2 separate regions of the Hordeum vulgare genome follow, and region 1 is linked to region 2. Evidence: chromatin contacts called from public Hi-C data. All regions are on one chromosome and are shown on one strand. The core of a region is the stretch at or near the end of the contact, and the rest is flanking DNA. Distances in the headings are between cores, read along the strand shown. Region 1 holds the start of LOC123442902 (mitochondrial-processing peptidase subunit alpha-like). Region 2 has its middle 140 kb from the start of LOC123442899.

Region 1 (3,237 bases), core at 86-2,585, 390 kb before region 2:
CAAGTGGTAAACAATTGATATTATGATTATGCAGGTAAAGCTGATCTAACCAATATGAACAACTTCAATTAAAAGCCCAACAAAATCAAGCTGTCTCGATGATGAAATATTCTGCCTCCGCACAACGTATATCTACATCCAAGGCTATGGCTCTCCCTAAGGCTAAAACGATCATCGGTCAGTAAGCCCAACAATACTCACACTGACAAAAAAATCAAGCACATGCTACAGGCAAACACATCATGACCATTCAAAGTAAATATTGATGATTCCAGAGCATCATTTCTCTTTGTCTATGTCAACACAACATTCATTACAAGAAATATTGATAATGACATATTCTGCCTCCGCACAAGGTATATCTACATCCAAGGCTAGCTCTGCCTATGACTAAAACAACCATCGGTCTGTAAGCCCAACAATGCTTACACTGACATCAGAAATCAAGCACATGCTACAGGCAAACATATCATGACCGTTCAAAGTAAATATTGATGGTTCCAGAGCACCATTTCTCTTTTGTCTATGTCAACACAATATTTATAACAAGAAATGAAACAGATTGCATAGAGGGAATTTAACAAGCTATTCCAACTTTGAATAAAGCTGTTCCGAATCATACACTTGAGTACGCACATCATGAATCATAACAAGAAGTAGTGAAATAGAACACAACTAGAATGGTACTGGACCCAAAGCATGCATTTGCAAAGGACAAAGGACAAAACAAAGCAACATCATTAATGCCATGAATCATGTAATTTCACTAGGTCATATCGGAACCAAATCATCCCACCAATAATAAACCAACTAACGTGCAAACAACCGCAGAGATGACCCTTCCCATGATATTTACACTAGCATGCGCAACATAACAAACTCGCCACACACTCGTCTTCGCACCTGAAATCCATGCTTTCCCAATTCAATATACCAGTGCAAACATTCCGACAGCGATTCCTACTTGCGGCGCCCAGAATGGCTCCACTACACGCTCACGCATCAAATCCGCGTGACCCCGAACCACGGATGCTAGTCCGGTACCAATCGCGACGCGACCATGAGCTGTGTCCATTCGGATCGGACGCATCGCGGCGTGATGGGTGCTACGGAGCCACTAGATCTAGCGAATCGGAGGGGACGGGAGGTTAGGGTTTCGGGAGGGGGACGGCTGACCTTGAGGGCGCCGAGGCCGGAGGCGGCTCGGTACATGGTGGAGGGTGCCTGTGAAGATCTGTCGACGGGGTCGTCGCCGGCGGCGCGGCGGATGCGGCGGAGGGGGGAGATGGGGACGGAGACCGTGAGACAAGTGGAAGGCGACAATTCGTGAGAGACTGGTTGCGCATATAGAAGTGGGTGACATCGGGAATTCGTTAACGGGCCGGCCCTGGCCGGGCTATTTCGGTGGAGATTGGGCCCATTTGTTGCCCTTTAGTACTGTTGGGCCGGGCCGGCTTGAAGCTTTGGGCTGCGCTTTGCTAAAGAAAAGAAAATCACCTAAAAACAGCTATCTCTAAAAAAAAACCGCGCTCATCGAGACGGGCAAAGCGATCACCGCCGCCACGTGCTCTGGGTCTCCGGCGGTGTCAGCGGGGGCATGGTCAGCACACGTCGACGCGCGGGGTGATGGATGTGGTATGATCGGCGACGCGATTGGCCTCGAGCCCTCGATTGCGTGCCATTGGAAGAGTAGATTGCATCGCTCCGGCGAGGAGCTTGGAGCTTCCAGTGGCGGCCGCCGTCGTGGTTGGCGCCGAGCAGGTGATCTGTTTGATCAAATGCCAGTTAGGCACTGTACTTCGTATCCTCAGGATGCTGGTATGTGTTTTTTGACTTGTCACGTTTGTTACCTTGCTGCTTTTGTTGCATCTCCAAATTGCAATTGTGTCTGGCAAAGTTGTTTCGTGATGTGGAGATTGCATGGCGTGACTAGCGTATGAATCGTAGGTCCGTCGTCCACCTGCTTGATGAAGCAGCAGGTTTAGGCATTTAGCTACCAGATTCTCTGAATTTGTTGGGCTCTTTATCTCAAATGTGTTTGCCGTGCGTAGCGCAGGGTTGGTGTGTGAAGGTGCTTGGTCATTGCGGGGCTTCATTAGGGTCGATCGTATTTTCTTCAGCAGTTATTGCTCTTCGATTTTATCAGATCATATTTATCATATCGGCTGGCGCTAGGGATGCAAGCAATTGTGCCGAACCATTTTCTTATTTGATTGATGCCAAGGATTTGGTTATCTGCGAGAGTGCATTTGTTTTTATCTCTCAATTAAATTGTTTGGAATGCCCCTTTTTTCCCAAAGAAAATCCGGTAACCGGTAGGGAATAGCTGGAACAAGCTGCTAGTTAGCCGGAACTCCTAGTTAGCTTCGTTCATAATTATATATAGTAAAGGCCTGTTGCACCTCCGGATAGTATTGTTGCTAGAAGTGCAATGTCAATACAATTTGTGTACCGACGATGATTGTATGTAAAGACAACTTTGTCACAACTTGTTCTCTTGCATCTGGAATTAGCAAATTTCCCCTGTTAGAATGGTTGTGTGTGTATTACTTCCTGAAAATGACACCACTGTGTGCCATTTGTTGGTGAGCATTTGAGCCAAACATGTGTATCAAAATGCATTTCCATTTGTGTCACTGTTGGAAGTTGAGGTTTGAGTGGGGGAAAGTGCACTTCTACACCCGAGCTCATTTTGAGCTCGGATGAACAGTAATTCGTAAAATATTTTAAAAATGTTCCAAAAAGTCAGATTTTTTTTTACAGCATACTTTGACAAATGTTTTAGTACCTTGCAAAATTTCAGCACGAAATCACATTTTTTGAAGTCGTGGCAAGAAAAACAAAATTAGCGATCCAAAATGCTTTGAAAGTAGCATTTTCAAAATTTCAATTTTATTTTGCCACTACTCCCACAAATGTGATTTCATGATGAAATTTCTGGACACTTAGAACATTTGTCAAAGTTTTCTAAAAAAACAGATTTTTTTGAATATTTTTACAATATTTTTCGAATTTACTGTTCACCCGAGCTGAGCTGGGGGTGCAAAAACATCATGTCCTTTGAGTGGTTGCTATTGAGTTCTTTGGGCATACATGCCATATTCCCCCTGTTTTCACTAGAAGGGTCTACACATCTTGAGCAGTTAAGTGTAACAAAATATTCTTGAGCAGTTAAGTGTAACAAAATATTCTTGAGCAGTTTGGATAAAACTGTACAGGTCAAAGAGTTGGCACGAC
Region 2 (3,413 bases), core at 642-3,141:
TGCATGGATCAATGAGGTACACGCGTATCCATACGGATGAAAATGTTTCATTTTTTTAGCTTATGTGCAAGTAACTTCGTCGGTATTTCAAAACAGCGTCACTAGGCCGTATAAAGGGTTCTAGCTAGCATAATTGGTCGACCGATCGATACCTTTTTTTTTTTTTTTTGAAACGAGGCAAAAGCTTTGCCTTATATTGATAAAGAAGGAGCAAGAACAACAGCAAGGTGGGGATGGCTTAGGCCATCCCAAAGGAAAAGGAAAAAACAAAAACAACAAACAGATCAGCCCACAAGATCCGCCAGATTTTTTGCTCCCGCTAGAATCCAATCTTTTGCTACCTCTCTTATCTTGAGCATGACCACCACCGGCAGAGAGGATTTCTTGTTGAAGACTCTCTCATTTCTTTCCTTCCAGATTTCCCAGGTGATGAGCATGATAGCCGTTTTTAGACCTTTGGGAGAGGAAGAGGGCGACCTAGCTAAGGCCTGCCAGTAGTCCACCACCTTGGGGCGACCAGAGCCCATGCTAAGCAGTAATTCCGGGCAGGAGAGCCAGGATGCCGCCGCGGACCACATCCTCTTGGAGTAACGGCATTCAAAGAGCATGTGTCTCGCCGTCTCAGGGGAGCACCGGCATAGCTGGCAGGAGGGCTGGTGTGGCCATCCACGGACCGATCGATACCTTGTAACAGAAGATCGATTGACGAGACACTGTTCGATCTTAACCGGCAGCATATTCCTTGGTTACAGTTTCTTTACTATTTCCATGGTTCAGATGCACATTGATTGTAGGACCATACGAAACAAAACAAAGCTCATGGTTTCATATATCCCCGTACATATATACTACAGTATAATACTAACATTTCGTAGTGGAGAGGGAGACACGTTCTTCCATTGAGTTCGTGCAACTCCCTCCTAGGACCTACCAAAGTACTATCATCGATCGAATCTGATTTGGGCAGATGCCTCTTCACTTGTCCGATATCATATATATAGATGCACGACCTGGCTAATGGAGTTGGCCTTTCTAGCTAGGGCACAATGCTACTTCTTCTATAATTGCTGCATGCTGGGAGAATAGAATATATCTTTGGAGTACAAAGAGTTAGGTAAACGATTCCAATATTCCTTGCGGTTCTGCTTTGCACTTCTGCCCTATTTGCTTCCGTTAATTATCACGAGTTTTTTTTAAGTAACCAATAAGCAGATACTACATCATAAATAGTACTCCCTCCATCACGGTTTAGAAAGCACGTTTGGAAAATCTCTGAAACCAAGGTAGTCACCGATTGGTTGTGAGATGTAGCAGGTGTAGATGCTAATGCGCCTAATCAACTGAAAAAATACTAGTACTAATGTATGAGCAACAAATTGGAAGGACGCATGCATGAATAGTACTAGTACTAATTAATAGGAGTAATTGTTTTCACGCCTTAAACGTGATCTATTTTGAAAACGCATGCAAGTTTAACTGTGTCTTCTAAACCGTGACGGAGGGAGTACACTATCTGATTCCAGATATTCTTCAAGCAAGCTATTTTTATATCGGCGACGTAGGTGTGTTTCATCCGTGAAACTTTGTCCTCCCACTGCAAGGCAATGTTAGTATTATACTGTAGTATATATGTACGGGGAAGAGCTTATGCAGCTGCCAAGGCAAAATTCGGCAAAAATCGGCTCAAAAATGTGGCTAGCGTGATAAGCTCTTCCAAACCAATCAACAATATATACACTACGTATTGCTCAGGCAAGAAAACACATCGACTGCCAAGTCCATTGGTCTATGTACATGCATGCATGCATGCATGCATACAACACCATAGATCAGTGGCGCGCATATTGCTCCGTGTCTGTCTCTTTCAATTGCGGGATCGATTCCGTGTCCTTTTCCCTCATACTCTCTCTCTCGCTCTCTCTCATGTGTTGTATGTATGGTGCGTAGGGGAAAGCGAGGGCTTGTCTCTCTTTCTCTTTTGGCTTGCAACGAAAAACAACTTCTTGGATTCTCTCTCTTTCTCTTTCTCTTTCTCTCTCTTCTCTTCTCTCCAGCAGGCGCACACAAGAACATAGTATTGGTTATGAAAAGAAAAGAAAAGAGAAAACGCATGCATCTGGCTAGCTGAGTTAACACATTGTTAGGCTCTTCCATGTGTCGTTTGATTCGGTCCCGTAAAGAAGTTGCAAGGGGAATTTGTGTTAGTGGGATTGGGAATAACAGAACATGGGGCCTCCCTTTTTGGATATATTCTCTCACTCCCAAGTGCCATGTTGAGCCATCTTCCTTTCCTCCTAAGCAATGGTTAGGCAAATCTTCTGATCAAGAACCTAGTAGAGTAATAGTACTATATGCGTGCATGTCACTTTGCGGCAATAATATGAAATCGCTTTGGGATCATAGCAAATCGCAGTTAAATTGGTGGGCATTTAGCATATGCGGATGCTTGCGGATGCGGATGTAAATATATACTAGCAAAAGAGTCTATGCGTTGCCACAGAAGAAGAAAAAAGCATAATATCCAATGATCATGGTCATATTTTGCTGCATCATCGAGATACACTATCACTATCAATTTCATGTAATCATGAAGGTTTTTAGGAGGTCTCTATTGGGGCCGCGGGGTTCTCCTATGTGAAACATTTTTTATTACTTATAGGTGGCATTGGGGGGAGGGTTGGTAATATTTTTTAACTTTGAAAACAATTTCCGTGACATACCGCCAGGAGTTAGCTGTGCATTGCAACGGGGGAATATTCTTTTAGCATACAGACGTGTCTCAATACTGCGGAAAATCAAATGAAGCAACTGGTTAGTTTTCTTTTAGACATGAAGAATGATTACACAATAAGATAACAAAACTTTCATAAACTTTGTCGTGATCACATAATAATAAGATAATAAAATTATCATATACTTTGTCAACCGTCCATGCATATATGATTTTGTTTTGACTATGCTAACCATGAAATTATCGTTGTATAAAGGTGCTAACTTCCTTTTCTGTTGCAACATAGATTTTTGATCCAATTTATTATTTGCATGGTGTGTTACACTTCAATTCACGGTTAGCTGCGATTTCCCCTATGCTAGCAAATATGTTTATACGTTGCAACGAAAGAAATAAATTATATGTCGCTAACCCAATAAGCATTGCTTAAGACCCGACACATATTCTTGTCTTCTATTTTAACGTGACGTCACACTCGTGTTGCTACTTGTAATCATTTGTCATTTCTTCCCTCGTCAACAGTGGTGACAATATCCATCAGATGGCAATGGATTTGAACGCGGTGAATTTCAAAGCAATGATTCCGGTTACAGCATGGCCCACATGTCATTGAACAGCATCAAGACAATAGATTGTTTGACAAGCACCTAGTTCGTATACAGGCCCGCATGTCATTGAAACG

The links. A called contact is a pair of places that touch in the nucleus more often than the background predicts.
Region 1: a contact with region 2 is called in a Hi-C map of leaf, with 8 times the contacts expected there. The contact joins the promoter of LOC123442902 here to the enhancer-like site in region 2. A contact is called at or near these places in 5 of 6 Hi-C or Micro-C datasets (leaf and seedling) and 1 of 1 datasets of contacts at active chromatin or transcription factors (embryo).

Annotation. Positions count from the first base shown.
Region 1 is chr3H:45,878,269-45,881,505 of MorexV3_pseudomolecules_assembly, reverse strand. It overlaps LOC123442902 (mitochondrial-processing peptidase subunit alpha-like), which reads right to left and starts at 1,335. Exons shown (of 13, transcript XM_045119082.1): 1 at 1,177-1,335. The coding sequence starts at 1,212.
Region 2 is chr3H:45,486,614-45,490,026 of MorexV3_pseudomolecules_assembly, reverse strand. No RefSeq gene overlaps it. Among protein-coding and RNA genes, the nearest start is that of LOC123442899, 140 kb to the right of the region's middle. Within about 2 kb of position 1,891, at least 2 of the 3 cell types and tissues checked have open chromatin away from gene starts, as enhancers often do. A contact at or near this core is called in leaf, where this site is marked.